Regions from separate parts of the Mus musculus genome. Here region 2 is linked to region 1. A link is a contact called in public promoter capture Hi-C data. All regions are on one chromosome and are shown on one strand. Each heading gives the region's core, a stretch centred on a gene start, on an enhancer-like site or on the middle of the called end of the contact. The rest is flanking DNA. Distances are from core to core; before and after follow the strand shown.

Region 1 (5,295 bases), core at 841-3,340:
AGAGGGGTCTCAACCCGCAATGCAAAGGACAAAGGACTGCACAGGCTGCGAAGGACGGTATGGAGTTCGGGTGGTGGTGCAGCCCTGCTTTACAGGTTCTTTGTAACTGTGCCAGAGCGGCAACAAGGAAAGTGCCTGGCACTTTAATTCCTGATCCAGCAGGAAGAAGCTAAGCTGCAGCATCAAGGATGCTTAACCATGGAGCATTCTCACCTGCCAAGACACAGCAGTTTCTGTTGTTACATCACACAGAATTCCTTACCTTCCAACCTCACTAGCAGATTAACATTGACGTTTTCACAAAAATCCATTATGTATCACCCATAGCATAAAAACCAAGTGGATTGGAATAACATAGTCACCCTTGCTACTCAACTTTAGCTTAACATAAATATGTGAAAAGAGCATAGACTGCACTTTCATATTGTCAAAATATTTAAAATACATGGGTGTAGATTTTGAAAGTACTGCACAATTTTCAGATGACTAGAAAGAAATATCTAAGAGGGGCAGATTAAAACAAGCCACCAAAGAGATAAGGAAAAATTAAGAAGCAGCCCTCTTACTTTAGTGTGAGCTGTATGAGCTGTGGGCAGTGGTGCCCTGGTGTGCAGATGAGGCAGGAATGTCACGTGCTAGGCAGTGGGAACACAGCATTGAGGACTGATGAGACAGGAGCTATGCTAGGGCTGTCAGAAGCTAGGTGTCTCCCAGTTAGAGTTAGATTGTATAGGAAGGGAAAATAAATCTAGAAAGGTTGTGACTATTGGTGTGAATTCTGATTCTCAATACATATATGCACATACACAGAGGGGCATCATTATGGATCTAATGTATATTTCTTAGTCATTGTGTGTGTTGCCGGGTGGTTTGGCATAGTGTGTGAGAGAGATCGATGTCATGTGGTGTGTGTTGCAGTGTGTGGCTTACGACTAAAAGGCCTAGAAAGGACACTGCAATCTGTTGAGTGCCTGCAGGCTGTGTGTGCTCCTGGAGCCCAGCTTTCATGAGCTGTCACTCATACTGGGGTCTTCGGTGACACAGCTGAGTCCTATTTGCTCCTGATCTCTCCACCCATATGCCCTAACTGACCCCACTGAAACTCATTGCTCTATGAAGTTGGACTTTGAGAGTATTTTTCCTTCAGCCTGTCTTCAGTACCCTACCTGGGATAAACTGATCCTAAGGGCTCTCTGCCTGCTCTCTGCTGGTGCTTGGCTGACCCAGTAGATCTGCTCAGAGAGCAGGCCAGCAGCAACTAGGCACTCCAGAGGCAAGGCCCCAGCACGGGTGCTTTCCCAGGTCACAGCCCCATGCTTTTAGTTAGAACTGAGGATGCCATCCTTTTCCTCCAGTGGAAAAGTCTGAGTTCAGAAAACCATGTGTGCCCCAGAGGCCACAGCTTGTAAATCCTATAATAAGCCTGTGTGGTGGTTTAAATATGCTTGGCCTATTAGGAGGTGTGGCCTTGTTGGAGGAAATGTGTCATTGTGGGGGTGGGCAATGATTCTTTTCTCCTAACTACATGGGAGCCAGTCTTCTAGTGTCCTTCAGATGAAGATATAGAACTCTCAGCTCCTCCTGCACCATGTCTGCCAGGACATGCCCTTGTTCTCCACCTTGATGATAATGGACTGAACCTCTAAAACTGTAAGCCAGCCCCATTTAAATGTTGTCCTTAGAAGAGTTGCCTTGGTCATGGTGTCTGTCCACAGCAGTAAAACCCTAACAGCCTGTGTACTATGGGTATGTGCCCATATCCAGCTGTGTCTCCATCCCAAGAATAAACAATTCTGGTGACCTCACTGTGTATGCATCGGGATGAGAAAAATCTCACTACCTCCTCCATAGGGGAAGAGATGTCCCTCTAGGGTTCATGGGAGCAGTGTTGCCACACACTGTCCCCAAATCCAGAGGGTGAACATCTCTGTGTGCTTGTGTGTGAGAAACCCAGAAATAGAGGGAGAGCTGTGATGTGGACAATTCGTTCTCAGAAAGTTGATCTTTCAGAAGCATTTCAAACAAACAAATAATGGTATCCCTTGACAACACGTTAGAACCTTGGTATGAAGGGTGACAATTGTGATGCAGGGGAGGATCCAAGAAGAACTGGGCCTGAGTCAAGTGAAATCAGACAGCAACAACACAAAGGGGGGAGGGGGGCATTCAAACGGTTCAAAACCAAAAACAAGCCAGGGAGCAGTCCTGGAGAAATGAAGTTAAAAGGATCAAAGGTAGCTCGTGAGTAGAAGTGAAAGCCTGATGTGCTTCATTGACATGGCGTCTCATCGGCCGGTCCCTGCAGACGACTTCGGTGCCTACTACAACCTGTGAGCCTCTATGTCCTGTGCCTTTATAGATAACCTCAGGAGTGGGGGGCTGGGGGAGGGCTTACCTAGAGGGGGCATGGCACCTGTTGCATTTGGGAGGGCTCTGCCAGATTTGACCCATGAAGGACCCAGAAGAGATAACATACATGTACTCCCTGATCAGTCAGCTCAGGGCCTCCGTGACATCACTGAGTAAAAGTGAGAATGGCACACTTTTCAGATGGGTGAAACTGAGCAGAGGCACTGAGTGAGGCCGCTGAGCGGTGGGGCCTGGATTTCAGATTCAGTCTGTGGGAAGAAAGGTAATAAAGGACAAAGGTGGTGAGCGGCCCTACTGAATCGGTCAGATAAGAGGGAGCTGTGCAGATCAAGGAGGCCTCCTGGAGCCTGCAGTATTTCCCATCTCTGCATGCTGGGCAGATGCTCCAGTCCCGTCTCTCCACATTAAGTCATTTATTCTTTTAAAGATTTTATTTTATGTATATGAATGCTTTGCTGACAATTTAAGCACACCAAAGCAGTGCTCTTGGAGGCCAGAAGAGGGCATTAGATCCCTTGGAACTGGAGACACAAATGGTTGTGAGCTGCCATGTGGTTGCTGGGAAGTGAGCCAGGATCTTCTGAAAGAACAGCAGAAATGCTCTTAACTGCTGAGCCATCTCTTCAGAACCCAAGCTGTGTGTGTGTGTGTGTGTGTGTGTGTGTGTGTATGCACGTATATCTGTATATGTGTGTATACATATATATGTATATATGTGTGTATACATGTAAATATACGTGTATACATACTATACAGGTACATAGATGTATATATACATATATACATACACACATAGACATATATACACACATGTGTATGTGTATATAAGTATATATACATATGTGTGTGTGTGTATAAATATACACTTGTCTTTTTTTGGACACAGGGTTTCTCTGTGTAGCCTTAGCTATTCGTTCTAGAACCCACTCTGTACACCAGGTTAGCCTCAGACTCAGAGATCCCCCCTGCTGCTGCCTCCTGAACGCTAGGATCAAAGGTTTGCACCACCAATAACTGGCTATGTTGTATTCTTTTAAAAGATATCATTTATTATGTGATCTAAGCTAAGCACCTTGCATGGCACCTGCATGGCCCTCGCAGTAACCCTGCCAGGAAGAGGTAGTGTTCCTTGTTTTGCTGGGGGATCAGGAGCTTGAGGCCAAAGCCAGTGCCTCACACAGGCCAAGGACACTTTCTCATGCTGAATGTTTCTGTGTTATAAATGAGCAAACATAAGAACCCTAATCATAAATATATATAATCAGTTATTAGCGTAGCAATGTGCATGTATGCACACATATGTATGCATATATACATACCTGTGCCCTTAACATATGAATGTATATGTTCCTACTATGTGTATGTATCATGCTCACTATAGCTGTCTCCAGACACCAAAAGAAGCTACAAAGGCTCAAAGTTACAACCCTTTAACGGCCCCATAAAGCACTTGCTGGGATTTGAACTGGGGTCCTTTGAATCCATAGTCAGTGTTCTTACCCACTGAGCCACAGCTCCAACACTGTATTATGTTCTCCATATGTCACCTATAGAGTTATATTCATTCTCAGCATATGCTGTAATTCCATATAATTTAATGGCCAGGTAAGGTAGGTAAATGCCTTCATTTCTCCTGCATCACTATGTGCTTGCCCTTGGTATACTACTGTGGGCAAATGACTCACTCACATAAGCTGGTTAGTCCACCTGTAAATGGGATTTTAGAAGGACTGTTTCTACCCAGAAGAGCTGTTGCAAATATTTAATGGGGAATGTATATTAAATGTTTAATATAGTCAGACTAAGTACAAAATGTCTATGATGTTACTGTTAAAGCAGGAAAGGCTTTGGTTTTTTAACAGCTGAGTTTGGATGTTTAGCCAAGCCACCCTGAGACCTGGACGGCAGGTTTACTCTATCTCTTTACTCTCTTTTTAGGAAGAAACTTTTATTTATGTCAGACATTCAAACATTTATGTCATTCAGAGTTCTGGGCCTAAGTTAAACTCCTTCTGTCCTTGGTAGAGAGTGAGTTTGAGAGAAAAACCCACTAAGAATCCTTCCTAGCCAATCAGAGAAGTACACACCTTTTTTGTTTTGTTTTGGGTTTTCGAGACAGGGTTTTTCTGAGCCCTGGCTGTCCTGGAACTCTCTTTATAGACCAGGCTGGCCTCGAACTCAGAAATCTGAACTCAGAAATCCGCCTGCCTCTGCCTCCCGAGTGCTGGGATTAAAGGCGTGCGCCACCACCCCCTGGCTAGAATTACACATCTTTAATCCCAGCACCCAGGAGGCAGAGGCCGGGGGAATCTCTGTGAGTTCAAGCCCAGCCTGGTCAACGTAGCCAGTGCAGAGCCAGCCAGAGACACATGGGGAGGGCCTACCACAAAACAAAAGGAACAAAACCCTTCTTGCCAGGCTGGTGACTTCTAACTTCAGTCACTGAGGTGTGAAACAAGAGACTTGTCAGTTCAGAGAAGGCCTAGGTTATCAGACCTTGCCTCCCAGCCACAAAAGAGCACTTTTATTTCAGAGGTTGCCAGGGTCTGAGCGGCACTAGCACTCATGCTCTCCCCTGGAAACACTCTCCTTCCATGTGGCCCACACAGTGCGGAGTGTGCAGACTATGACTCCCTGCCGGAGTCTAAGACCCAGCCACACTTCCAGGGCGTGACGGGACTGCGGAACCTGGGCAACACCTGCTACATGAACGCCATCTTGCAATGCCTCTGCAGCGTATCTCCACTGGTGGAGTACTTCCTGTCCGGAAAGTACATCACAGCTCTTAAGAAGTAAGAGGAGGTCTTCCCTGAGTCTGCCCCACCCCAGCTCCCCCAGGTGAGGTGAGGAAAGGACCCGCTGGAGTCCTTGTGAAGGGCCACAAGCCCAGACACAGTAGGTCCCCAGAGAACACACATGGAGGGT
Region 2 (5,295 bases), core at 1,739-4,238, 560 kb before region 1:
GAACAGTGTGTCTTCTCTCTGAAATAAGTCATTTCCATTCCTACCAGCCTCCTCCCTTCCGACTCAGCCCTCCAGCCACAGGCAAGATGGTCTCTCCACGTTACTTCTTATTCTGGTTTCCCTAAGGGGGATCTTGACAGCCACCCAGGTCTCACACACATACACAAGTCAATCTGGGCTCATGTCTCTGTTTTTGTTTTTCTGGTTTTCAAGATACGGTTTCTCTGTGTAGCCCTGGCTGTCCTGGAACTCATTATATAGACCAGGAGGCCTCAAACTCGGAGATCCGCCTGCCTCTGCCTCCCAAGTGCTGGGATTAAAGACCTGTACCACCATGTCTCAAGCCTTGTGCTTCCTAAGCACTCTCCCTGGGCAAGGTGACAAGAGGAGTCAGAGTTTGAATTTCCTCTTCCAGGAAGCCCTCTTGAGCAGACTGAGTAGTCATTTCAGCTGTCATCATTATCATATTCATGACCTTGAAAGTGGTACCTAACCAGCCATACAAACCAAAGATAGACCCCCAACTGTCAAGCACTCATGACAGCTAGAAGAGGGTTTTGAGCGCTGTCATAGCCTTGAAGATGCTCACACCCCATGTGTGTACTCACTGGCCGGATAATGTCCCCTTCTACCAGGAAGCTGCTTTCTGGGGTCTCCTCTGAGATGAGCCCTGGGAGGGAAAGGAAGAAGGAGGGATGTATGTGAGCCTTGACTTCCAGAACACAGGCTGGGATGGACTCAGCAATGCCAGTGTCTATATCTTCTACTTGGAGACTAAACTTCTGTGAGCACCAAGGCTGTGTGGCTTTGGGGAAGTACAGCAGCCCCTGCTGGGTCCTAGCCTGCAAATGTGTGTGTGTGTGAGGTTCTCGGCCTGTTCTCATCCTTCCCCTGGTTAAATGCAGTCCATGACTCCCTCAGCATGTGTGAGCCAACCCCAACTCCAGGCCCCCTGCTCTCCGGATGCAGGTCCTTCTTCTATCCAGGCTCCCTCCAGCCCAAGCCACACTCCCCAGAACATGTCCTGGTCTCTCCTGCCTTACCTTGCTCCCACCCACCACCTAGTTTCTATTATCCATAATCTGAGGTAGCTAGGAGCTGAAATTGCAAGTCACAACCACAGAAGGGAGTTGAGGTTGGTGAATACTTCTTGTCTCAGTCTGCTTTGGTTTCTCATCTTCCTGTCAGGGAGCCTCCTGCAGCTGACTGCTGGGAAGAGAAATCTTGGGACCCATGAGGCAGTGAAGGAAGCCACAGAAAGCTTGAGAGGAGTGACTACAGGAGCACTGCCGGATCCCCATCGTAACTTCTGACTACGGATGGTGGCACAGACTAGACCCACCCTCTTGTGAGTCCTCTTAGGTAGGAGAGGTCGCCTCAGGATTATCTGATCAAGGTTGCATCCTGAAATCTAAAAGGCCACTCATTCTCCAGGATCTGGTATAGTTGTGTGGCCTTAGCCCTCAGAGCTGTCATTCACAGCTGCAGCTGGTGGTGTTTACGAACAAGACATCAGCTAGGCAGGGACAGCTGTTAGCAACTACTGTGAGCCCGAGCATGGGAAAGTCTGTGACTTTGAGAGCGAGTGCCAGGGAAGCCATATGACTGACCGAGGACTGGGTCCATCTGAGCTTCTAACCAGAGAATGAAGGGAGCAGTAGTCACCATCTACACTAAAGCAAGATTACCGCTGTTCTGCCAACATTTCAGCCCATGATGACGCCAAGATCTGAATTCATTTCCATTGCCAACAACTTCAGCCCAATGCGTCTGTGTTCCTCATGTCCGAGATCCCCAGACAAAGATGCCCTGAGCCACAGACTTCTTTGTTCCTTAACAATCCACCCCACTTGGCCAGGTCACGCTTACACACCGCTACTTACAGAGAGATTGACATGCTCTCAAATATCGACTGATGATTTTACTCAAGTCCCAAGCCGAGAGAACACCAGTGCTCTTATCAGATCATTCTAAAGACATTTACAGTATCTCATATAAAAAATATTAACCAGCAAAAGAATACAGAAAAACAGACAAGCATTTCCTCATGAAACTTGATTTCCCTGCATGCATGGGGACATTTCCTCTCAATCTTTTCCGCATGTCCACATTCAGCATGGCTTTGGAGTGTGGCCCCGTGTTCTCACCTTGGTTAATTGCGGGGATGTCCTTGTCCTGAAATACCGGGCTTCCCTCAGGAGTGAAGCCTTCTGGAACACTGGTACTGCAGACTCCAGAACATCTGGATGCTGAGGGTGCTCCCATGCTCAAACCTGGCTCAGGAAGACAAGTGCAGACATATAGATGCCCCCGGGACTCCACTGTGAGCCGGGACAGCAGGCAGCAAAATCCAGCCCCTTCCAGGAGAGGCCACCCAGGATGCATTCCTGAAGCCTGCCTGGCTATCTCACTCATCATACCTGGTGACAAGGCCTAGATGCCTTCAGTGAAGGAGATCCCTTTAAGGGACTAACACTTGGCTCAGAAAGGCTAGGGCAGCCAATATGAGGCAGAAAAGAGGCACAGTAGACTTTAAATCTTCAGGCAGCACCAGAATCAAGGCTGGCCTCAGACCCTACTCTTGAACATTTCTCTCCACTCAGGCTGAGTGCCTGCTGCCCCAGCCAGGCTAGAAACTGGCTTACCTTAAAACAAGTAGGTATATGGTATGACACTTGGCAATCTGCTGTTAGGTGGGCCCTCTCTACTCCTACAAGTATCAGGAGGCCTCCTCCTTGGTTCCCAGGGGCTCACTCATAGGTACAACCCTACAACGCCATGTTGGAGCTGTGAAACTAAGTTAAGATTATCTTAAGCCACAGCTGCAGCCTCTGGCCTCTTCCCAATGTCCCAGAGACTGGAGCCAGCTTACCTAGCAAGGAGAGCATAGTTAATATCCAAGGCCACAGGCTTCCCATGATACCCATGGTGGGTCCTCACTGCCCTCTTGGCAAGCAACACACAGAAATGTGGCAGGGAAAGGCCTCCTTAACTCAGGGACTCTACCATCCACCCCCTTTAATAGGGGCTTCTCCAGCCCACACCTGCAGCCTCCCAACCACCTCCACCTGCAGTTCCTCCCAACAACTATCACCTGAAGACCTGCCCAGTCTTACCAGAGGACTCTACCCCTGTCCCCAGCCTGAGCCTTCTGGACCATAGTCCCATCCATCTTGGCTGAAGTGGGTAAAAAGTGGGCCGGGGACACAAAACAAATCCTTAGGATACCCTTGAGCAGGGTAGCTTCCCTGAGATTCCCCCTCCTGCCACCAGAGGGCAGAGAAGCATTGCAGCCTCATGTAGTTCATGACTTGGATTGAGATCCAGTCACTAAAAGGGGGCTTTCCTTTTCCTGTTCCACCAACTACCGGAGGGTTCAGACCCAGAAAATCTGCTGGGAAACTCAAGGCACCTCTCCCTATGTGGTCACCATACCCGTATAATCTCTCCCCTCCCCCCTCCCCTCCTCTATTTATACGAGAAAGGGTCTCATTAAGTAGCTTTGGCTGTCCTGGAACTCAGTATGTAGACCAGGCTGGCCTCAAACTCAGAGAGATCTGCCTGCTGCCTGTGTCTACCTCCTGAGTGCTGGGATTAAAGGCATGTGTCACTATGCCCAGCTATAAGCTTTTATTTCAGAAGCCATATAGGAAAGTACACAGGTTGCAAGACTCTGAGAAACTTCACACTGAACACCAGCATCATCAGCACCCAGAGACGCCCCCCACTGCAGAGGGGACACTTTTGAACTCTTAGACGCTCATATGACTGTGGTCCTTCCAATGCCACTGCCCACTGACATGATCGGCCAGGGCCCCTTCCCATTTCACTAATTCAAAATACAAAGCTCCCAGACTTTCTTCCTTTACATCCTGCCATCCAGAGACCCGGCCTGGATGGACAGCCTGGAACATACCAAGTCCACCCCCATGTTCAGTAAAGGAAAGCCAGAGCTCCACAAGGACCTGTTGGCATTCTTGCTGAGCCTGGGGCAAACATCTCTCAAGAAGTAGAAGCTAGAGCCAGACAGAGGGGCTATAATAAAAGCAGATGCTGCTGATGCCTGAGCAGAATCTAGACTGGTTTCCAGGAATCCGATGGATATGCTAATTATCTTGACCAGCAGACTCATTCCTTCACAGTGCTTATATATGTCAAAGCTTGTCAAGTACCTTAAACACTCCATTTTTTTCCCATTAAAAAAGAAGATGCCAGGGGTGGTGGCGCACCCCTTTAATCCCAGGATGTGGGAGGCAGAGGCAGGAGGATTTCTGAGTTTGAGGCCAGCTTGGTCTACAAAGTGAGTTCCAGTACAGCCAGGGCTACACAGAGAAACCCTGTCTTGAAAAACAGAAGAAGAAGAAGAAGAAGAAGAAGAAGAAGAAGAAGAAGAAGAAGAAGAAGAAGAAGAAGAAGAAGAAGAAGAAGAAAACGACGACATGAGTTGTCATGGTGGTTCACACCTGAAATCCCGTAGAACCGATTGAAAATTAGCCTGGGCTACATAGTGAGGGGCCATCTCAAAAATATATTTAAAACAATGACCTAACTACTTAAATGTGCTTACTAAAATCATTATCATCACATTAGTGGAAAATCTCATACACAGTATTTGGGAGGCAAAGGTAGGTGGATCTCTTGTGAGTTTGAGGTCAATTTGGTCTACATATTCAGTTCCAGACAAATCAAGGCCACATAGTAAGACTGTCTTAAAAAAGGAAAGGAAGGAAGAGAGGGAGGAGAGGAAAGAAAGAAAGGCCATTTGCTAGGCAGGTAAGATGTTAGAAACACAGAAGGGCAAGGAATAGGTCTAATGGGACCGCCAGCAACCAGCCATGCTATGTATAAGATAATGAAAGGTTAATGACTCTGGGACGCAGGTGTCCACCCTGAGCTGGGCATCAAGTCCACAGGTCCCAATAGAAACTGGTAGGGTTGCCTGCCTCATGGCCTGGTACAGGCGGGCACCAGTACAATAAACAGATATAAGATGAATAGTGGGGAACATAGAAAAACTAAGCAGTGTGTGTGTGCTACGGAGAAAGGCGAAACTGGAGATGTGATTGATGGTGGTGACGGATGAGAGAGGGCTGGTGGACACGCTGTCATTGCCCAGGAAGGTTGGCAGAATGGCAGCCTGGAGCTTATGCTGATGCAGACTCAGCTCCCCAGACCTTCTGCCTGGCCTTGAAATCCCGCTAGCTCTGAGCAACCATGGAAGCCCAAGATGAAGAAAGGTTTGCTTTCTGGATTAGACCACCTTAAAGGTTCAGGAAGTCATGTTGGTATCTATAG

The links. Promoter capture Hi-C pulls out the DNA fragments that hold promoters and counts their contacts.
Region 2: a promoter capture Hi-C map of erythroid cells shows a contact between it and region 1, with 2.0 times the contacts expected there. The contact joins the promoter of Astl here to the promoter of Usp50 in region 1. A contact is called at or near these places in 4 of 39 promoter capture datasets (cranial neural crest, erythroid cells, liver and 1 more).

What each region holds. Positions count from the first base shown.
Region 1 is chr2:126,780,255-126,785,549 of GRCm38.p6, reverse strand. It overlaps Usp50 (ubiquitin specific peptidase 50), which reads left to right and starts at 2,090. Exons shown (of 7, transcript NM_029163.3): 1 at 2,090-2,330; 2 at 4,980-5,162. The coding sequence starts at 2,263.
Region 2 is chr2:127,339,329-127,344,623 of GRCm38.p6, reverse strand. Astl (astacin-like metalloendopeptidase (M12 family)) reads right to left here and starts at 2,988. Exons shown (of 9, transcript NM_001291003.1): 1 at 2,873-2,988; 2 at 2,148-2,273; 3 at 609-670. The coding sequence starts at 2,927.